6 separate regions of the Mus musculus genome follow, and all the other regions are linked to region 5. Evidence: chromatin contacts called from public promoter capture Hi-C data. All regions are on one chromosome and are shown on one strand. Each heading gives the region's core, a stretch centred on a gene start, on an enhancer-like site or on the middle of the called end of the contact. The rest is flanking DNA. Distances are from core to core; before and after follow the strand shown. Region 1 holds the start of Ccdc173 (coiled-coil domain containing 173). Region 2 holds the start of Klhl23 (kelch-like 23). Region 3 holds the start of Ssb (Sjogren syndrome antigen B). Region 4 holds the start of Ppig (peptidyl-prolyl isomerase G (cyclophilin G)). Region 5 holds the start of Spc25 (SPC25, NDC80 kinetochore complex component, homolog (S. cerevisiae)). Region 6 holds the start of Mettl5 (methyltransferase like 5).

The links. Promoter capture Hi-C pulls out the DNA fragments that hold promoters and counts their contacts.
Region 1: a contact with region 5 is called in a promoter capture Hi-C map of pre-B cells, with 3 times the contacts expected there. The contact joins the promoter of Ccdc173 here to the promoter of Spc25 in region 5. A contact is called at or near these places in 4 of 39 promoter capture datasets (the 3T3-L1 cell line, liver and pre-B cells) and 1 of 484 Hi-C or Micro-C datasets (embryonic stem cells).
Region 2: a promoter capture Hi-C map of liver shows a contact between it and region 5, with 2.6 times the contacts expected there. The contact joins the promoter of Klhl23 here to the promoter of Spc25 in region 5. A contact is called at or near these places in 2 of 39 promoter capture datasets (both in liver) and 1 of 9 other capture datasets (pancreatic islet).
Region 3: a contact with region 5 is called in a promoter capture Hi-C map of pre-B cells, with 4 times the contacts expected there. The contact joins the promoter of Ssb here to the promoter of Spc25 in region 5. A contact is called at or near these places in 1 of 39 promoter capture datasets (pre-B cells) and 1 of 9 other capture datasets (liver).
Region 4: a promoter capture Hi-C map of erythroid cells shows a contact between it and region 5, with 11 times the contacts expected there. The contact joins the promoter of Ppig here to the promoter of Spc25 in region 5. A contact is called at or near these places in 10 of 39 promoter capture datasets (the 3T3-L1 cell line, 3T3-L1-derived adipocytes, cranial neural crest and 6 more) and 5 of 484 Hi-C or Micro-C datasets (embryonic stem cells, erythroblasts, neutrophils and 2 more).
Region 6: a promoter capture Hi-C map of liver shows a contact between it and region 5, with 2.0 times the contacts expected there. The contact joins the promoter of Mettl5 here to the promoter of Spc25 in region 5. A contact is called at or near these places in 4 of 39 promoter capture datasets (cranial neural crest, liver and pre-B cells).

What each region holds. Positions count from the first base shown.
Region 1 is chr2:69,787,477-69,791,084 of GRCm38.p6, forward strand. Ccdc173 (coiled-coil domain containing 173) reads right to left here and starts at 2,010. Exons shown (of 9, transcript NM_001077684.1): 1 at 1,939-2,010. The coding sequence starts at 1,987. It overlaps Phospho2 (phosphatase, orphan 2), which reads left to right and starts at 2,261. Exons shown (of 4, transcript NM_028521.2): 1 at 2,261-2,480; 2 at 2,810-2,845.
Region 2 is chr2:69,820,186-69,823,838 of GRCm38.p6, forward strand. Klhl23 (kelch-like 23) reads left to right here and starts at 2,185. Exons shown (of 4, transcript NM_177784.4): 1 at 2,185-2,457; 2 at 3,602-3,653. The coding sequence starts at 3,603.
Region 3 is chr2:69,859,843-69,863,212 of GRCm38.p6, forward strand. It overlaps Ssb (Sjogren syndrome antigen B), which reads left to right and starts at 1,720. Exons shown (of 12, transcript NM_001110145.1): 1 at 1,720-1,870.
Region 4 is chr2:69,721,781-69,725,149 of GRCm38.p6, forward strand. Ppig (peptidyl-prolyl isomerase G (cyclophilin G)) reads left to right here and starts at 1,308. Exons shown (of 14, transcript NM_001081086.1): 1 at 1,308-1,583.
Region 5 is chr2:69,204,470-69,208,272 of GRCm38.p6, forward strand. Spc25 (SPC25, NDC80 kinetochore complex component, homolog (S. cerevisiae)) reads right to left here and starts at 1,744. Exons shown (of 7, transcript NM_001199124.2): 1 at 1,595-1,744; 2 at 557-709; 3 at 387-452. The coding sequence starts at 695.
Region 6 is chr2:69,884,316-69,888,143 of GRCm38.p6, forward strand. It overlaps Mettl5 (methyltransferase like 5), which reads right to left and starts at 1,300. Exons shown (of 7, transcript NM_029280.4): 1 at 934-1,300. The coding sequence starts at 1,042.

The sequences.
Region 1 (3,608 bases), core at 760-3,259, 580 kb after region 5:
CTGAAAATTGCCTCAAATGTGTAACTTAAGATTGGCTGAGGGAGATAATACGAGACTTTATGAAATCAGAGTGAAGTGATCAAATCTTTGGTGATTTCCTTCATTTGTAAACTTGGGCAAGACATTGAACTTTGTGGGATCTTGGTGGAAAAACTCCTGATCAAGAGAGTGAGGTCTACGGCCTGGGTGGAGATCAAACATGCTGGTGGGGTTGGGATTCAATCACGTTTTCTCAGGGTCCATCCTAGAACTCCTCGAGTCATGCTAATGAGATAGGCAGAATTAGCTCTTTTATAAGACCCATTTCATTAAATTTGATAAGTATATGCCTCCAAAGCCATCATTACAGTTCAGATAACGGCCACAGGACACCAACAGTCCCCACACCCATTTACTGCTTGCCATCCCTCCTTAGGCTCTACTAGGCCACCACTCATCTACTACTTTTATTATAGATTTTACTCAAAAGAATTACTTTGAGATTCATTCATGTTGTCATATACGTGATTTTATTGCTTTATGCTCTTTCCCAGAATCCCTGCCCCAATGCAGAACCTTATGGGGCACAGCCATGTAACATGTTAACATGTTAACATGTAACATGTTAAGTCTCTTCACTCTTCTGAACTGATCAGAGGAGTGTATTCTCCTTTTCTTCTCTCTCCTTAGCATGCTTTCCTTAACACTGTGAGCTTTCCCCAGCGTTTCAGACTGCACGCTTCCTCTAAAGCAGCAGTTTCTCAGTCTGTGCATCTCAGCACCTTTGGGGGTCGAATGAGGGTCGCCTAAGACCACTGGGAAACACAGATATTTAATAATAATAATTTAAGCATAATTCATACAATTATAATCATGAAGTAGCACAGAAAATAATTTTATGGTGCGGGTCGCCACAACATAAGGAACTGTATGTAATAAAGGGTCACAGCACTAGGGAGATTGAGAACCACTGTTCGAAAGCATCTCTCCTCAATACACAGCAGTTTTTCCAAGTGGAGCAATTCAGAAAGAGGCTGAGAGAAGCCAGTTTGAATCAGTCAGCTTGCAGAGGAGTTTGGGCCAGAACACCTGTGTTGAACCATCGAGGCCAGAGTTCAGAAAGAACTAGAAAGGGTGAGCTTATTCAGCAGTAAGCCTCCAAGACAACAGTTACATCTGGTGAATAAAAATTACTTTTACAATGTCCTTGTGTATGAATCAAATTTCCTAATGTTCCCACTGACCAGATTGTGTCTATCCTAGGGTGCAGGGTGGGGGTAGGGTGCTATTGCTACAGAACTCAAGCAAAACGTGAAGATAGTTCAAATTTCCAAGAATCTATTAGTTACCATGACAACAATTAAACTTGTGGAAAGACTTTGTTTTTAGAAGTCCTACTTGCTCACATCTTTGAAAAAAAATCAAATCTTAGGTCACTTTAATTGGTCACTTTAATTACCTCATTATCATTTTTTTTTTTTTTTTTACATTATCAAAGCATTTGACTAGGGGAGAATTTTAACTTTAGCGTGGAAAGAACTGAGGTTTTTCCGTGAGCTTTAGAAAAGATTACTCAGCAGGTCTGCAACATTATAAAGATTTTGATAGGTCAATAACATTTCCAAACGGCATTCCAAAATTTATTCAACGAATTACAAAGCTTAAGTGCCCCGAGTGTCTGACGAGTTACAGCTGGGGTAAGGCTCTAACTGCTGCCTTTTCTACCCCTATTCTACTCCTAGTCTATTCTTTCTACTGCTACGCTCCCCTAGTCCTCTTTCCTTTTTCCACTCATTCACCTGAAGGCCAACCTGCCTAACTTCCAAGGATGCTTGCTGGGACTGCTTTCGACTTGGTTAAAGCCCATTTCAAAAGGCAACCGAAGCCCTCACTTTGTCACCCTATGCTGGGGTTCTAGAAACAACAACCCCAGCTCCGGCACGGGCCAAGGCAGCTCACCTTGGCTTTCCTTCGCCTGCCCGGAGCGCCGTCCAAAGCGCACCTGCATCTTTAACAAAGCTGATCCCGCGAGTCCAGAGCAGGTGATACTACTTCCAAGCTGAAGTCAGCTACTGAGCGATAACTAAACCATTTGGTTGTTTAGCAACCACGCCGGAAGTGACGTCAGTCTCCAATCCAGGAACCAGGAAGGAGCCCTGTCCGCGGCTGAACCGAGGCCCGAAGCCCGGGTGTGCGCGTGCGCAGTGCAGAGCAGTGGGCGAGCCGGCGCTAGCAGTTCACCGGCTGCGTAAGGCACGAGAACCAACCGGCCGACGCTGGTGCTGATGCTGGCGGCCCGCTGCGACCCAGGCCTGGGTCAGTGAGGAGCCCTCGGTCCCGCTCGGCCGCTGCCGCTTTTCTCACTCGCTGCGCTAGTTTGGAACCGGCCGGTGTGCGAGTCGAGGCCCAGGCTGGGTGCGAGCTTCTACTCTGCGCCCCGCTGGCTGAGGTGAAGGACAGCCCTTTGACCACCGAGCCACAAGGATTAAAGGACAGAAAAGGTGTTTTTAAATGATTTGATTTATGAGGCATAGTCAGGACTATATGAGACCCTGTCAGTTGTTACGTAGGACTATTAAAACTTGAATGTTGTCCCCAGAACATTCGCGTTGATACCTTTAACATACATTAAACTGCTTGGTAAATAACTTGTAATTAGTGTACTTCGGGAACCAGTCAGTCTCTAATGACACAAAAAGTGGACTGGCACTTGATCTCAGCAGAGGCTCTCCTGACATATCGCTGTACAGCTGATTTCATTACTAAATTAAAGGAAGTGCGACTTTCAATAATGAACGTTCTAATGCATAGTTGTGCTATCTCTCCTCAGGTTTTCTATCAGAGATGTTCCACTGTAATAATGCTGGTAAGTATGGAAGGATTAATAAAAATTTCTGGAGACGGAACTTTTGTGTACTTGTGCTAAGCGAGTTGAAAGCTCCGCAGGGCTGGAAAGGTCAGGGATTGAACTGTCTTTGTAGGCCAACAGCCGCTTGCATAGTTTGTGAGGGAGCACGACGCCTAGCGAGAGATCGGTGAATTACACAGTGCTAGCTGCATCCCCAGCAAATTGTACCTTTCTCTTCCTAAGGCCCTCTTCCCACAAGATAACGCAGAGTGAGCAGGAAGTTCCTTCACGGGACAGAAACTCTGAGCTGAGGGACCTCACCACAAGGGACAACACAGGTGCCCTTTAACCTGTTCACTCTAGAGTTATCCTTGAAGCAACTGGGGCAGAGTATATAACTTAGAAGGCAGAAGCTGTGTAGACCACGTCTCTCAGTGAAAATTATCAGGAGTTTTACCAAATTAGTTACAAGTATTGAACCTCATAAAATATCTCAGTAACGTTCTCATATGGTCTTATATTTCAAATAGGGTCTCATATTTGACTTGAAACTCCCGATTGCAAGTGCCTTTTCCATACAAGTTGGTCTAGAACTAGTTTTTTTTTTTTGGGGGGGGGGTTGGGTTTTTTTTTTGTTGTTGTTGTTTTTTTTTTTTTTTTTTTTTTGTCTCGAAGCTCTTTTGCACCCTAATTGGAAACAGAATTTAAATGACTATTGAGATATTTTAAAAACAAAATCAGAAACAAACAAACAAAAACCCACAAATGACAATTAAACCAC
Region 2 (3,653 bases), core at 935-3,434, 620 kb after region 5:
TGTCATTATTTGTTTTATGTGTTCATCTCGTGAGTCTGGAAAGTGTCAGATCCACTCACTTTTGCAGTGATCTCTTTGGGTTTTGTTTGGTGTGGCTTTTTTTTCCCTGCTGGAAAATGAACCTGAGGTCTCTTTGATAAGGCACTGGGTGAAAAACAACTACCCTTGCAGTGTGCCCCAGGGTCTGTGCTTGCCTTGGCAAGGGGAGGCTGACTAACACATGGTGTGCTTGTGCATAGAGGCCAGAGGCCAGCCTCTGTTGCTGCTCCTTAGGAACTGCCTATCCTGGTTTTGAACCAGTGTCTCTCCCTGGGGCTATAGCTGATGGACTGGGTCAGACTGGCTTGTCAGTAAGCCCTGGGGATCCATTTTTTTTTCTGCATTCTGAGTGTGGGATTACAAGCACATGTCACCCTGCTTTTTATGTGCATTGTGGGAGCTCAACTCATGTCCTCATGTTTGTGAGGTAAGCACCTTAGCCATTGGTCTTTATCCCTAGCCTCAGGAAACATGTTTTTAAGCAGAACTAGGAATCACTATAAGCAAATATTTTGTTTTGCGACAGGGCCTTACCATTTTCAGTGGGGCAGTCTCAAACTCGGGATCTTCCTGCCTCAGCCTACTCTGCTAAGATTAGAGGATTGTGACAGCACCAACAGCTTGGAAGCAAAAGTTCTAATTGGTTCCTATAATAATCTGAAAAAAGTCTGCACAAATGACAATACAGTGAACCTCTCTATCAAGAGTCATTGATCATATACTGTTATACGTATGTTTCTACCCCATATACATATATATTATGCATATATTGATCATATTTTTGAGATTCTATAAGTTAGTATAGAGCCTACAATATATATTTTCTTACGACTTCTTTCTGTATGTTGGAGAGGTGGTTCAGAGGCTCAGAGCACTTGTTGCAATTGCAAAGGACCAGGATTTGGGCCCCAGAATTTACATAGCAGCTTACAGTCATTGTGACTCTGGTTCTAGGGGATCCAATGGTATCGCTCTTCTGGTCTCTGCAGGCTCTTCACACATTACAGACACACATGTTGCAAGCGCGATTTCGATCACACACACATGCACACAATACATTTTAAAAATTATTTCTGTGTGTGTGTGCTTGTGTGTGTGTGTGTGTGTGTGTGTGTGCGCACGCGTGTGTGTCTAGTAGTTTGCTCTAGGCTGTATGTTAAGTGGCAAGTGGCAGAGTAAACTTTAGCCCCCCAATCGAAGACTCTTTTGCTTTCTTGCTGTGGTATTAAATTGTTGACCAGACTCTAAGATATAAACCATATCATGTTTTTGTTTGTTTTGTTTTTGTTGGTTGTTTGTTTGTTTTAGGTTGTTTTCTAAGAATCACTTGGTGCTCTTGGACAGAATGAAGATTTCTGAAATCTGGGGTGAGGGTTGTGAAGTTCTACACAACACTCCCCCGGGATCAACACTAAGATGTGGAATTAAATTAAACCCACTCAAAGAAGAACAAGCATGTTACTTGTTCAGAGCTTGCTTGGCAAGAAGGCCAATCACCATCACTCGTCCTTCCCAGAGGCTCAAAGCAGGGACATGAGAAGCGTGGATAAAAATAGAAGAAAAAGAAGAGGAAAAAGCAAGGGGGAGGGGAGAGTAGTAGCCTCCACCTCTGCTACCCCAGATATCTGATTGGAGGCTATTGGCTGGGAAAGCCGGGGGTGGGCTACAAACAGAGTGATCGTTTTTTGGCATATTTATACTTCCCTGGTTGGTCCTGAAGAGGAAGTGGGGGTAGAAACCCAAGTTGGCTTCCTGGTTGTTCTGGTGCAATTTCAACACAGGTTGTGGCTTGGCTTTCGGCGCTTAGGAGTTTCAGCGTTCTCCCATCATGTAAGGTATGGCCATTACGTATCTGTCTACTTACTCTTTTCTTTTCAACACTACTTTAAGAACAACCTTAGCTCTCCGGTCCTGGTTTGCCGCGACCTCCTTCCAGTAAGCTCCCTGACAGCCATGGACCATCTTTCAAACCTAATTACCTTTTCCCGGACTTTATGAGGTGCTCGGAAGTTATTCAAAATCTTGCGGCTAAAAACATTTGATACTAGCTTTTGTTGCAATAAGAAAGTGGACTTTCTGGTGTGGCACAATGGACATCACCAGAAGGCTGGAGCTTGCCCCTTTTAGCTGCTTGTGTTCTACAACAGTAACTCGAGAATCTTAGGTGCCTGGATTCAGCCTTGACCTAGGCTACCCCCACTTTCCCTGGAAGCTTCCAGGTTAACTCCTAGTGTGCTTAAGCAGCCCCAAAGCTCCTTCCTGCGCGCTCTGCTGGAGGCAGCATGGAGTTTATGGGAAAGCAGCTACTTGTGGCATTTGAAGGCAGCCCTAATAGAAGACCGTAGTTTCGCCTTCTTCTCTCGGCACTTTCTCTCTCCCCGCACGCCAAGGGCCAGGGCCGGCAAGAGGACAGAGAAGGTAAGGGTACACACTCCCCTCCGGCGTTGGCTGGGGACTCCGGCTTTCTCCTAGCAGGCAGTGCGATGGGCGTGCGCGCGCGAGAGGAGCGGGGCTGACCGTGGACGCGGCCCACCTGCTGCGGGAGCCCACGCTGCGGCGCCCGGGCTGCGGGGGGCTGCGGGCGGAGGCGGGAAGCCGCGGGCCACCGAAGCCGGAGCGGCTCGTGGGCTGGAGCTGCGCTAGCAGGCGGCCTCCGCCGCGCCCCGCCGCGCGCTACCAAAGATGGTCAGAGGGTCGGGAGGCGCCCCCGCCCCCGCCCCCGCCGGCCGCTAGTCCGGAGTCTGCGTTCCGCGCCGCCAGCGAGGTAGGTCGGAGCCCGGCGGCCCGGGGCCGGCCAGAGAGGCGAACGGGCAGCGCGGGAGACGAGGCCCCGCCACCCCCAGCCCACGCGCGCCGGGGCGCAGACAATGGCCGTGCGGTGCGGGCCCAGTGGCGAGGGCGGGCGCGTGGGTGCCGCGGGGCCGTCCACACCTGCGCACCCGGCCGGGCAGAGGCCGCGGGCATCGGCCAACGGCGGCGCGCGACGCCCGGGAGCCGAACCCCCGCGCCGGGCCCCGGGGCGGGGCGCTCTCCCGGCGGGAACGCCGGCCGGGCCCAGGCGCTAGCGCGGGCTGCAGAAGCTAGCTCGGGCCCGGCCGCTCTTGTGCTGTCAGCAAGCTGCAGAGCGCAGGGATCCCTTTTCTGAGATTCTCTCCATCTTGGTGGCATCTCAGTGTGAATTGAAATCGAGGGGGGAGGGGGAGAACCAACAACGGCGAATTGGGGCCGGGCTGCGGCGGGGTGACCCCCTCGGACACTTGGCCTGGGGACTCTCAGGAACTGCCAGACTGGGACAGTGCAGATACTGGGTGGCTGGGGGTAGTAAGCTAGGATCTCTCAACAAATGGATAACTGGAAAAAAAAAATCCTCATTTAGTTAATCTGATTTTAAATAGACCATCGTATAAATAGTTCAGCGCATTTTGCATATGGTGTTTGGGCATCTGATTTTAGTCTAGTTTTGGAATATGCCTGATGCCATCCATGTCTGGTGATCGGAATTTTTAACATTAATTATTAGAGTTAATACACAAAGCTGAAAACGTGTTTGTATTTTTTGCAGCATGGCTCTAAAAGGACAAGAAGATTACATTTTTCATTTCAAGGATTCGTCG
Region 3 (3,370 bases), core at 470-2,969, 660 kb after region 5:
GCAGTATTTGGAGAAAATGGTTATGTGAAACACCTTTTGCTTCTGAGCACCGTGCTTGTGAATTTCACAAACACCAGTAAATGAAAATCAGTTTGTTTTTATCACTATATATTATTTAACTTTTTAATTATTTGGTGGTACACATATAGTCGATTCTAATTTTTCTTTTAATCACATAACTTACTATTATGAACATTTAAGTTATCTAAGTGCTTATTTATTTATTTTATGTGTGTGTCCTGGGAGTATGTATGTGCACTGTAAGCGTGCAGGACCCAACAAAGATGAGAAGAGAGTGTTAGAGTCCCTGGAAATGGATTTATAGTAGGTTGGGAGCATTTACACACATGGTATTTTTCCACTGTCTATCCATGCAGGCAAAACACCCGTACATAAACTTAAATCTTTAAAAAAGGAAAATTTAGCATTTATGTCTCACAGTAAGTAGAAACTTGAAAATTTTTTTATTGAATGTAATTAATCTAAAGTTAAAACTACCTGAGGATAATACTAGTAAATTCTTTTTTCTTTGGCCAAAATGGCATGTATAGTTAACCTATAAATGCATTTCTTCTTCTTCTTCTTCTTCTTCTTCTTCTTCTTCTTCTTCTTCTTCTTCAAATTTTAGAGTTTATCTGTTTGGGAACTTCCAAAATGCTCTGAGATTATGAAGTTATTTTGTGAAAGTAATTTTTATATTCCAGGAACACTGAAGGAAAAAGATGATGTCATAAGGAAATTGCACCTCTAAAACGTTAAAATTGTTATGTAAAAAGTGGCAGTCCTGACTTAAGTGTGAAGTCTCTCAAACTATTCTAAATGTACTTCTTTCCTAGCAAGAGACTTTTTTGTTTTGGTTTGGTTTTTGGTTTTTAGAGACAGGGTTTCTCTGTGCAGTCTTGGCTGTCCTGGAACTCACTTTGTAGACCAGGCTGGCCTCGAACTCAGAAATCCGCCTGCCTCTGCCTCCCAAGTGCTGGGAGCAAGAGACTTTTAAAAAGATTTGTTTGTAATCCCAGCACTAGGGTGGCTGGAGGCAGAAGCATAGTTTGGGATCAGCTTGGGTTACTCATTGAGTCAGACTCCAACATCAAAACAAGCAAAGATAGACAGCAGCAGCAAGAGGGGGAGCAGTAAGAGCCTGGTGATGTAGGTGAAGTCCCAGCACTTTGTACTGAAGCAGGAGTTCGAATCATTGGCCAGTTTGTGCTTCAGAGAGCTAGCCTGTCGGAAACCAAGCAACTGTATGGTTTTTTAATTTTTTTCCAAAACCACAACACCATGCAAGTCAAATACATTGCAAAAGGCCAAGCGTGCTGGCGCACCCCTTTAATAATGCCAGCACTCCCGGAAGAGGTAGGCGAGTGTCTCAGCAGAGGCAGGAGGAGTTTGAGGGTCAGCCTGGTCTACAGAGCAGCGCGAGTTCCTGGATAGCCAGGACTACGCACGGAAACGCTGTCTCAAAAAAAAAAAAAGGAAAAAAGAGACAAAGGGGGAAAAAAAGAAAAACCAAGCGCTACAGAAGAAAGAAGGGAAGGCTCGAACATACTGCCCAGAAACACATTAAAAACAAAGATCTCCACAAAAACACTTCCTGTCAGCCCCTAACATTCTGCTGAGCAATTTAACAATTTCTCGGGCGGGAGGGCGGGACTCCTCCTCCGAGGATTGTGGGAGGCTGCGGTAACGGCGCGTGCGTGGAAAGCAGAGCCGGGCCACTGCGTCCGCGGCCACGCCCACCTGTCCGCAAGGGCTGCCGGGAAAGCCCCCATCTTTAAGCGCGTTTGGCTGGCCCGCCGGCGCTCGGAAGTCCAGGCGCTTCTGTCGTTGTTCTTGAAGCTGTGGTGACCGTGGGATCCGAATCTTTGAGGTGAGCTTCTTGGAAACTGAGGAGAAGGTACGAAGGGCTGTGCTATGCGCAGGCCTCACCTTCCTCTCCGCGCCGCCGCGTGGGCCGCGCGGCCCGTGGCCGTGTGCTGGACCGCGGCCCGAGGGGGCGCGGGCCTCGGCGAGGCCACGGAGCGGGCCCCGGCCAGAGATGCGGGCGCCTGGGGCTTTCCACGTGGCAGGGATCCCGGCGGGCCGGTGTGGGAGGATGCGGCTCTCGCGGGGCCTTTAGGCAGAGGCTCGCCGCATCCTCACGGCGTCCTTTCGGTTTGTTCCTTGCACCCCTTTCCTGACTGGCCAGAGGCGGATGTTTCGGACCATTTAAGTCTTTAGGGTGGTCGGTGCGGGTTAAACGCGACAGGGTTCTGTGGGGACTGACTGGAGGCCGAAGAAGTGGGGGCCGCTATTGGGTTCCCAGCGTCGCTATCTTTTTTTTTTTTTTTTTTTCCTTCAAAGAACTGCCATTGCCATTCTGTCTTCAGTGTGAAACAGTCCCTAAATTGGGTAGGCCGCAGAAGTCTTGCAGGGGCTAACTAGGTCGTTATTGACCTGTGTCTCTGTAGTAATGAGAAGTGAGATTGTTGGTAGTGGGAGACAAACCAGCGCCTGTAACAGTAAATTCTGAAGTGGGACGTGTACTTCGTAGATTTCCCATTACAGGACCAGTGTATCGCCAGCAGTCTCCAGCATTTTGAGCAATGTCTCAAGAAATATACCAACAGTAACTCATAACTATATTCAGCTGCTGCAGATAAACTCTTCAAGAGCTGGTATACTTCCGTACAATATGGTAGGGTGGTTTAGTAAGGCGCTGAAAGCCAGTAAGACAGAAGATCCGGTTTGTGATTTCTAGCAAACCAGTATCACAGTCCCTCTTTATTCTAGGATTGTTGTCAGACCGTGAAACAGGAAAGTGGCTATAGAGTTAACCAGTGTAGTAGTGTTTTAGGCACATCCTTACCTTCCAGCGTCCCTAGTTTAAAATTTTTTGTATCTGTGCTCACAAGGTCCCATTTTTCTTGTATTCTCCTATATAGTGTCTAACACCGTAACTTTCATATCTGAACTCTATTTTCATTTTTACCAGTAATAAGTTTTGGTAAGTCAGCTGTGACTAATTTGAAAAGAAACGCAAATAATTGGCATTGAGGGCTATAGGAATATACTGCTGGCAGACTATAATACTGATATTTTTAAAGCTAGAAATGATTCAGGGGTAGTTAAGTGGACATTTTCTGCTTTTTTGTTTTTATCGCTGAACTTTGCTTTACCAACTACATGAAGAGTTTGGTTACAAAGTAGGATTTACTGGGAGGAGGGGTTGTTGATCTGAGTTTTCCATCCATAATCCAAGGTGTTGCTTTGTTGAGATGTATGAGAATTCATAGGGAAACCTGTAAGGTTAGGAATTCTTGAAATTAAAAAAAAAGTGGCATACTTTTTACTCATTCTCTTGTATTGACTATTATATAAAAATAATAAC
Region 4 (3,369 bases), core at 58-2,557, 520 kb after region 5:
AATCTTAGAGATCCGACTACCTCTGCCTCCTAAGTGCTGGGATCAAAGATGTCCACCGCCACTGTGTGGCATCCTAGATTTAATTTTTACAATGGAATTCCTTTTTGTTTGTTTCTGGCTTTAAAAGATCGATTTCTCTCACAAATTAAGATCTTAGGTGAATGAGCCCGATAGGAGGCATTTCTGCTCCATGTAGTTATTCTGGGATCTAAATTCCTTCCATTATGTTATTCTAATGCCTGCCAGTTCCTTGTTTGTGGATGATTAGAATATATTGGCAAATGAAGAAAATAAGAGGCAATGTCTTAAAGCCTAGAGCAGCATGCCACTTTGTCTCAAATTTCATCCTCGAAAATTAAATCACATGGCCAAGGGCTGGCGAGATGGCTCAGCCATTAGGAGCACTTGTGGCTCTTGAAGGAAGACCCATATTGAGTGTCTCGTAATGCTTTTAACTCCAGTTTGGGGACGGGGAGGATCTGACACCCTGTTCTGACCTCTGCAAGCAGTTATAGATATACAGTGCATATACACACAGGCACAAATACAACCATATTAAAATAGGACCAGGCATTTGGGATAAGAGGCAGAGGCAGGGTAATCTCTTAAAGAGTTTGATGTCAGCCTGATCTACGTAGAGAGCTCCAAGGCAGCCAAGGTATATAGTAAGACCCGGTCTCAATAAAATGTTAATCCCCGACTACTGGGATTAAAGGCATGCGCTACCACGTCCCGAAAGTAGCTCATCTTTGTTACTAGCTTTTGAGCGTTTGCTGAAGGTTCCTTGGAGGCAGAACGTCTCTCTAAATACCTCGACAGAGGATGTCACTGTTTATAAAGTGATGCGCATCATTTCGGGAGCGCTGTGACATTCTGACGGATCCACACCGATCCAATCAACTCTCAGAAACCATCAAGCGACCCGTCGGGAACGTATTTTAAAAGGCAGAAGAGACCCTACAAGCTCAAGGAGAAGATGCTGACGTCAGCCCGGGAACGCCGGGAGTCGCCGGCACCCATCCCTGACGTACTTCCGGCGCGACACCTTCCCTCCACGCCTGGCCTGGGCTGTGGGGGAGGGAGGCGGTTAGTGGGCTTTAGCGCCTTTCCTGACGGCGGTAGATTTGAAGCGCTTTCCAGGACCGGGCCGGGAGACGAGAAGCCCGCGGCGGGGCAGGTGAGGGATGCGAGAGCGTCTGTCGGCGCGGCGGCGTCTTCTGCGGGCCTTGGGGACGAGAGCGGGAAGGGCTCAGGGCGAGGGGCGGAGCCGCGGCGGGCCTCTGGGCCGAGGTAACCGTCTTTCCGTCGAGGTCTCTGGGCTGCTCGGGCTCGGAGGGGTGGCCCCGGGGACCGCGGCGCGGCCTGGGGCCCCGTGGTGGCCCGGCGGCTTGCAGCCGAGCCCCGGGGCGAAGGAAGCGGCTCTTCCTCTCCAGCCCCCGCCCTCCCGGCTCGGGCGCACACCTCCTCCCTGACGCATTTTGCCGCACAAGCTGTAATATGGCGGCAGCGACGGCAGCCTCGGCTCCCGGGAGCTAGGTTCGTTTTGGAGGCTTCAGAACCGGGAGACGGAGCGCTGCGGCGTGGTAGGTGGGACCTCTGGTTAGGGAAGGGGGAGGCGCAGCGCGAGGGCCTGTCAGGTTAGGGTTAGGGAGGGACGGGCGCAGAGCCAGGATCCCCGGGAATAAAATCGACCGCGGGCTCCGGTCCTCCCGACCTTTTCCTCCCGTAGGACAGCGGCTGGCGTGCATGCCTCAGTGACACAGGCCCTTGGTGTTAGGGACACTCCTAAAACTCAAATGCGAGATGTTAACCTCAGGGCCTTAGAAGTTTTCTCATGTTCCTGAGCGACTGGAAGCGGCCGGGCCTTTGGGGGAGGAGGATTCTGTTGAGGAGAAGATGGTTTCTGAACCCCGTTCGCCTTTAGGAGAAACGAACTGATTTTTTCCGTGTTTCCTCTTGATGTCGAACAAAGTCAACCGTAGCGGGCATCCGTTGTCTAATTGTTTTGGAAAACCTTATGGAAGCACCACCCTGTGCACTCAGTTTGATTTCTTAGCACGAATACATTACTTGCGCTAAGTAAAGATTAAGTAAAGACTCTCTTTGTTTGTTTGTTTTTGATCACCAGAACATTTAAGAAATAATACAGTGTTTTGAAAATTTGGAAGGTCCATATTAACTTTCAGAAGCTAAATCCAGAAAGGATAAGATTTGTGTTAGTGTCATTCCCATTGTATAAAGAATATGATGACTAGTAATTGCTATTTTGTAACAGATACTGGACAGTTCGAGGAAACCTTTTTTATAAGTTTTAAAAGATAGCCATAAGAGGAACTGCACAGATACTTAGAAAGGCTGCTTCTAACTTACCTAAAAGTGTAACTCCTGATTTGGTGTCACAATGTCTATAATCCCGGGCTGAAGAGAAAGGGTCACCAATCAAGGCCAGCCTGAACAACTTGATGAGACAAACAAAAACACCTTAGGGACCCCACTCTTTAATTTTAATAATGTGGAGTGTTATTAGTCATGTAATAGTTTACATTTCTCTCTGTTTAAAAGAAGCTAGTTGCTTAACAGTTTCTTTAAGCTTTATTAAATTGATTGGGTTGTTCTGCTCACTCCCTAAGTAGGTTGGTGTGTGTGTATGTATGTGTGTGTGTGTGTGTATATATATATATCAAAAATTGTATTTTTTATTTCTGTAGGCCAAAATTTGGACCTTGAGATGTGCAGGCAGTACTTCAAATATTCAGAGAAGACTGCTATAATTGGACCTTTGACTTTTACTGACAAGGCGCATTTTTTGCTTTGTTTGAGGTCTTTGGCATTTTTAGGGCAAGCACCACTGAGCTGTATTCCTAACCATTGGTCTCCACATTTGTTTGTGTGCATAGATTCAAGACTTCACAACTGAGGGCAAGTGCTAGATCACTGGACCACAAACTAACTCCTAAGTTTTCAGAATACCTGTTAGGTGGTGTTTTTCTACCAGCTCATTTTTTGCATACCAGTAGTTTGTGTATATCAAAAACATTAAAGAAAATGGTTCTATTTGGAAGAGCATAGGTGACTTTTCCTGACAACTCAAAATGTTAGCTTGTTTTACTTAATTCATCAGCAGTGTATACATTTGTAAATGTATGCAAATGTTACTAATTAGTTAATTTTCATTTCTTATTTGATCCATGTGCATACTTTAAGAGTGAGCTGATGAAGCTGGTTTGAATGTTAAAATGCTTCCCAAGCAGGAAATATTTTTAAAAGGTGGGATATATTTTTGCCCAGTTCTGGAGGTCTCAGTCCTGTTGGCCTGTTCCTTTGGATCCTGTGGCAAGGCATTACATGGTGGGGGACACACAGTAGAGC
Region 5 (3,803 bases), core at 494-2,993:
TATTCATAGTTCTAGACGATGCAGATATTCAACTTTAAGCTGGTGATAGGAACATAATCTTTTAAAAATAATTTATTTTTATTTCATGCACATTGGTGTTTTGACAACATGTATCTCTGTGTGAAGGTGTCAGATCCCATAGAACAGGAGTTATAGGCAGTTGTGAGCTGTCATGTGGGTGATAGGAATTGAACCTGGGTCCTCTGGAAGAACAGCCAGAGCTCTTAAACCACTGAGCTAAGCTAGCTCTCCAGCTCCCGCAAACAGAATTTTGATGACTGTCTATGCATGTGTGTGAATGTACGAACACTCACAACACTGTCTTACTTAAGATTTCACGATAAAGACCTTCAATCTAAAAGCTAATCTACACACGATTCACATACGGTTTTTATACTCCAGAATCATCTCAGTCATCCTCTCTTCTTCCTTTAATTTCAAAGACATCTTTTCTGAAAGACAAATTACAAGAGATATTTGAATCCCGCTGAAATAACAGTAAAAAATAAATAAGGTCAGCAAAATCCACAAGTTAGGAGTTAAGGGCTGGCAGTACCTGAAAACGCTTTCATGGAGTCCTTGAAGGCGTCTCTAAGTCCCAGCACTTGACTATGATTATCATCGAGTCTGTTTCTGAACTTATCCCCAAATTCATTGATGCTTTGATTTAAGAGTGCCAATTCGTCTTCACCCATTATGTTTTAAGACACTGCAAAACAGAGCACAAAGCTGTATTTTAGTTGCTATCGACACCAAATAAGCCACATTTTCGAGTTTATGTCTGCAGGTTGACTTTGCTACAGAATGGTTAATAATTGAGCAACTCAGCTAGCATAAAGGCAGACTTTAATTCCAACATTTCCAGCTGGGGGCAGGAGAATCTGAGGTAAAGGTCAGCCAACGTCAGGACCAGTCTGATATACAAGAGACCTTTTCTAAATAAACACAACAGGGTGTGAACTAAACGCCTTTTTTCGCCTTTTGTCCCAGCACTGTCCCAGCACATCGGAGGCAGAGAGGCAGAGAGGCAGAGGAAGGTATTTGAGTTCAAAGATAGCCTGGTCAACATTGGGCCAGAACCTAATAAAATGTAAAATAAGATAAAAATAATCCACTAACAGTCCGGTAGTTAGCAACAGGATGATCCAAGCCAATTTGGGCTTAACTGTGGTGGATGTGCATCAATCTGTTCTGAAGGCATGAAGGGAGGTGGAGGAGAGGAAAGAATATGACCAAAACAAGGTTGCACGAAGCTTTCAAGTCATGTTTTAACAGGACCCCGGTGTCACTCCGCTTCTCCTAAAGGACCTGCTCGCAGGCAACGAGACCGAGACTCGAAGAGGTTGGGGGACAGACAGACCTGCAGGTTTTCTGCATCAGACCCCTGGCCGACTGCTCCGTCCACTCCTCCCCCTGCAGGGCGGAAGAGGGGAGTGTGATCGGGACCGAGCAGCGCCAGGACCCGAACTCCGCGGCTAACAGCGGACGCCCGCATTCCAGGCTCTGCGGACCCACGCCGACATGCCCAGGCCGGCTTCCCTCAGCCCGGGCGTGCGGTCGGCGAAGCCCCACAACCCTTCAAACGGCTCCCGACCTGAGCGGCCAGGAACGCCGCGGTCTCCACCAGACTGGACCTGTCCGGCAGGAACCAGCCCGCCGCTCTTCCGTCTGCTGCTCCCGGGTCTGCTGCTCCTCCAGCGCGCAGTCTTTCAATTTCAAACTCTCCACCGCCTGCTTACCCGCCCTTCAACTCCGTCTTCTGATTGGCTGACAGGGCAGACTCTCCGTGCAAGGATTGGTTGATATCGGCCTGCGGAATTCTCGCGGACAACTATGGAGCAGAGCATTCTGGGATTCGTAGTTCTTTGCTGAGACAGCTTGGGACGCGGTCTATAGTGAAGTAGAAGGGCTTGCCCCAGAATGAAGAAAAAAATGTAAAAATTGAAATTTAACTGCTTTCTTTTATGACATATACTTCCTTCTTCCTTGCACTCGTTTTATTTTGGAAATGACGGAAAATCCTCTTGAACAGACTCCAGTTATGATTGATTAGGCTGAAACATCCTGAAAGTTACCAAACTATTTACCCAAACTTAATGTTTGAATTTCCCAAGCTTTTCTAACATTGATTTATCGTGAGTATTTTACTTATTTAATTTTTATGTTTGAACGTGTTTACAGAAGGGGGCATCGGATCCCCTGGAACAGTTGTGAGCCACTGATAATCAAACTCCTCTCCTCTGCCTGAGGAGCAGACGCCCTGCAACTTTGAGCCATGTCGCCAGTCCTTCAGCTGTTGATTTTAAGACCTACTGGCAAAAACAAGCTCCTGGATCTCGCAGAACTTCAAACTGAATGGGATCAGAACACTGTATACTAAAGTAACCGGTGCTCCCTGAAGAGAGACAGATGGAAGCCACCAAGTTATTAAACATATAATTAAAAATACACATAATTTTAAAAAATAGTAAAGATTTTAAGCTAAGATTTGTTAGAAGACAACTTCACAGATGAAACAGACTTGCTAACTACATCTTTCTTTGTAAAACTGAGAAAGATAGGGAATTGAGAATATGCCCTTTAAAGAAAAGGAACTTGAAGTGTGGTGGCACACGCGTTTAATCCCAGCCCTTGGAAGGCAGAGGCAGGCGGATTTCTGAGTTCGAGGCCAGCCAGGTCTACAGAGTGAGTTCCAGGACAGCCAGGGCTACACAGAGAAACCCTGTCTTGAAAAACCAAAAAAAAAAAAAAAAAAAAAAAAAAAGAAAGAAAAAAGAAAAGAAAGAGAAAACAAGGAACTTGAGATGGTCAATATTAAAAAAAAATTATTGTTATTTTCATCTTTGATTATGATAATTGTTTCTGAAAATAACCCTTTGCTTGTAGACCATACTAATATTTCTTTGATTCCCTTTAAGCATCCAAATGCCAACTATAAGATTAAGCTACCAGATTATGGCTATTTTATCCCCAAGTGGTGCACGCCTTTAATCCCAGCACTCAGGAGGCAGAGGCAGATGGATTTCTGGGTTTGAGGCCAGCCTGGTCTACAGAGTGAGTTCCAGGACAGCCAGGGCTACACAGAGAAACCCTGTCTCAAACCCCCCCCCCCAAAAAAAACAAAACAAAACAAAAAAAGAACTGAAAATCAAGACTATGAAGTCTGGACAAGTTACCATCCTTGACCTTGACCTTGTCATCATCATTCAGCACATCACAGTATACCTGATGCTCAGTGTCTCGCCTGGGGCCATTATTAACAAATTTGGCCATATAGGAGGCAGAAAAGTGCATACCACTCTGCAGACGATCTGGGTTGGGTTCCCAGCACCCAAGTGTCTCCATGGGCACCCACACTCACATGTATGTATGGCTCCCGGACAAACACAATTTTTACTTATTTATTTACTTTATGTGTACAGGTGTTTTGCCTGTGTGCCAATGTGAGTACCTAGAGTCCTTGGCAGTCAGAAGAGGGCATCAGGTCCCCTGGAACTGGAGTTATGAATGGTTGTGAGCCACCATGTAGGTGCTAGGAATGGAACCCAGGTCCTTGGAAGTGCAGTCAGTGTTCTTTTTTTTTTAATATTTTTTAAAGATTTATTTATTTATTATATGTAAGTACACTGTAGCTGTCTTCAGACACTCCAGAAGAGGGAGTCAGATTTCATTCCGGATGGTTGTGAGCCACCATGTGGTTGCTGGGATTTGAACTTTGAACCTTCGGAAGAGCAGTCGGGTGCTCTTACACACTGAGCCATCTCACCAGCCCGCAGTCAGTGTTCTTAACCACTGAAGTATCT
Region 6 (3,828 bases), core at 50-2,549, 680 kb after region 5:
GTTCATGATTATAAACCCAGTGCTAGGAACACAGGACAGAAGGATCTCTGAGGCTTGCTGGTCAGCCAGTTTAGGTGAATGGGTAAGCTCTAAATACAGTAAGACCCTGGCTCAAACGTATGGAGAGCAACTGAGAAAAACACCCTATGTTGACCTCTACCCTCCATACACACAAGACACACGAACATACACACGCTAAATACATAGCAGACTAGTCTTAATCTGAACACAGTTCATTGCAAATCTGATTGGTGATATGACACTATTTTAGAATGAAAACCCATGGAGATTACATTGGCAGCTTACACACAGCCATTTTGGAACTGAAAGAGATTCCCTCTTGCAGGTACTCCCAACCAAAAGAACTTTACCAAGTCTTCCCTGCTACTCTGCTAAGGGTGTTACATATGAATGGATTCTGCTCTATTCTCTCCTACATTCTCAGTATCAATCTCTGGCACCAAGCAAGAGGTCATTTGTGAAGAAACGCTTCCTCAACTGTCCACAACCTGAAACTCGATTTCTAGTATTTGTCTCTAGGGCAGAAATACGTAACACGGGAAATACATGTCCTTGACTTCAGTACGAAGTTATCTGTATTAAGCAAATGTTTAATGAGCTCCTAACTAGTACATGACTCTCTAGACACCGAAAAGACTAACAAATTCCTTGCTCCTGAGAATTTACAGTGTGTTGAGAGAAACAAACAAACAAACAAACAAACAAGCTGTCTGATAATGCTAATGGACACTCAGAAAAAACAGTAAAATGAGTGGTTGGGTTCGGAGTGTCTACGCTGCAGTGTCAGAAAACTACTTTGTCTAAAGGTATGGTATGTCTCCAGAACTTCCTTATATCCAAATCGCTACTTATTTTCATCATGAACTGGACAGGATCAAGCCCCAAGAGGGCACGATGAACCAGCCGCCCTACCTGCAATGTGCGGCCTGGTGGGATACTGTTCTAGAAGTAACTTGGGCTTTTCGAATCCATCCACTTCTTGCAGGCGACTCTCTAGTTCCTTAAGCTTTAACTTCTTCATCGTTTTCTCTGTATTTTAAAGTTTGGGCTCCTGGGGCTTCACAGCACGGGAGCTGCAGGGAAGTCTACCTAACCCGAAACTCCCCAGCGGTGCAGGGTGGGGGTGGGGTGGAGGGTCGGGGACAGACTATTTAGGACTCAGCGAGGGGATCCCACGAGCCTCGCGGGGATCGCCGCCCGTGGAACCCAGACGCTCCAGGAAAGCACTCGTATGCCTCTAGCTGGTCCTCGCGGTCCCTCCCCGCAGTGCCGGAAGTACCGACACGCATGCACGCCCTCTGCCGGGCGCCGAGCTGCAACCTCTGCCGGGCTCCCTGGTTCCGACGAGGACCAGAGTGGTTTTTTTGGTCCGCGTGGGCGCCATCGGAAGAAGCGGTCTTCATCGGCGATCACAAACCAGCCTCCACCAAGCCCGGGAACGCCAGCTTTGTCTTGAGTATCTATAGACCTGCAAGGGATGGGGAGAGAGTTGAAGGCAATATGGGACACCAGGCCCGTGTCCACCCACGCCTCAGAAAGTAGCGGTCTACACCCACCTCTGCGTCCTTCTCCAGTCGAATGCTCGGCTTTAATCTTCCCGTCCTCGTTTTCTGAGGCTTCGAGTTTCTTAGCACTTACGGATGTCAGTGAAGCAAGAAGAAACGTCAAAAGAGATTTGAAAAGAAAGAATATTGCCGGCATGGGTAGTGTACATTTTAGTTCCTCATTCAGGAGGATCTCTGTGAGTTTGAGGATGGCCTGGTTTACAAAGTGAGTTCCAGACCAGCCAGGGCTACACAATGAACAGAGAATATGGTTGTGGTGTCAAACGTAGGAAACACTATGAAACTTGTTATTCTGAAAACAGAAGTTGTGGATTGTGGGGAAAAAATGGAAGTAGGCACATAGCAGCAAATTTTAAAAATAATTATAATTATGAAAAGAAGACTTAAGGTGACCAATGCCTAGTAAGCTCGAATGACTTTATTATTGCCATTAATAGTCGTATTTTATTTGAGCCCAGGGCTTTGTGCATGCCTGGCAAGCGACTACTGAACTGCATTCCTAATACCATTGCCACCATCACCATCATCAAGATATAAAGAGACAAGAGCATGTCTAATAATAAAATGTAGAGAATAGAAAGTGTTTAAAACACAGGAGTGGAGGTGATGGTGACTTAACACTTATAAGATATGCTGAAGAGACAATGACAGGTGAATCTCTGTGAGTTCCAAAGCCAGTCTAGTTCATGTAGAGAGTTCTAGACCAGTCAAGACTACATAGACCCTATCTCCCTGTCTTAAAAAAAAAAAAAAAAAAAAAAAAGCAGGCAAGATACAAGATACCCTGAAACCCACAAAGGAGAGAACTGATTCCTGAAGTTTATCTTCCAACCTTCCCCACACAGAAAATAATAAATCAAATAAAAATTTAAAATAAGAAAAAAGTATGTTCTTTTAAAACAAAGAAAAGGTCTTGGCCAGGCCATTAAGATCACGCTGTTCTTCCAGAGGACCTGTCTTCAGTCCATAAGGATGGCTAACAACCATCTCTAACTGCAGTTGTAGGGGATCTGATGTCCTCCTCTGGCCTCTGAAGGCACTGCATGCGTGCGGTGCACAAGCATACATGCAGGCAAACCACAGATACACATTTTAAAAATTCTTAAAGACAAAGAAAATATTGGATGCATTTACAATCTTGTTTGTTTGTTTGTTTGCGTGTTTATATTGAGACAAGGCTTTGCTACAAGTCCATAGCTAGGATGGCCCCAAACTCACAGAGAACTGCCTGCCTCTGCGTCAGTGCTGGGATTAAAGGTATCTACCACCATTCAGGGCACAGCTCCCCAATCTTGAGGGGTCAGGATCCAGTACTTAAATACAAGATTGCCCTCAATAGGATGATTTCTCTTTTTATTATTTTTAAAGGAGTAGAGAGCTGATGAAGTTGAGAATGTATCTAAGATTATTTTCTATGAAAAGTACATTTCACAGTTACCAGAATGAAATGAGTTACTATATATAAAATCTTTAGCACATTGAGCTAGTACATTAAGCTCTTTTTCTTGTACCAAATGTCTTGCTAATATTAGTTGGTGATGTGTTATCTGTTGGTAAGAAAGGATGGATGGATGAAACTAGTTAGGTCCCTCTCCTCTTTCCCTCTCCCTCTCCCTCTCCCTCTCCCTCTCCCTCCCCCTCTCCCTCTCTGCCCCCTCTCTCTGCCCCCTCTCTCTCCCCCCTCTCTCCCCCCTGTCTCCCCCTCTCCCCAAAAAACAAAAACAAAAAAGAATTTTATGTGTATAGGTGTTTAGCCTGTGTTATGTCTCTGTACCATTTGCATGCCTGGTGCCTGCAAAGTTCAGAAGAATGCATTAGGTTCCCTGGAACAGGAGTTGTAAGCTACCACGTGGATACTGAGAATTGAACCTGGGTCCTTTTGAAGATCAGCCAGTGCTCTTAACTACTAAGCCATTTCTACAATTGCAGCATCTACTTTAAATATATAATTCCTTCCTCTAAACAGGTCACCATGTACTTGGAGAAACTAAAAAATCAAACATTTGAAAAATTCAGGAGCAACCAATAGCATCTCTTCAACATATCTAAAACTTAAATAAATGTTGAAAAAGTTTTCTAAAAAAATGCAAGTTTAAATATTATTATGAAAATAATCTTGATTTTTATAGACTTCTTGAAAGTACTTTGGAAAGAAAAAGAAAAGAAAGAAAGAAAGAAAGAAAGAAAGAAGAGAAAGAAGAAGAAAGGAAGGAAGAAAGAAAGAAAGAAAGAAAGAAAGAAG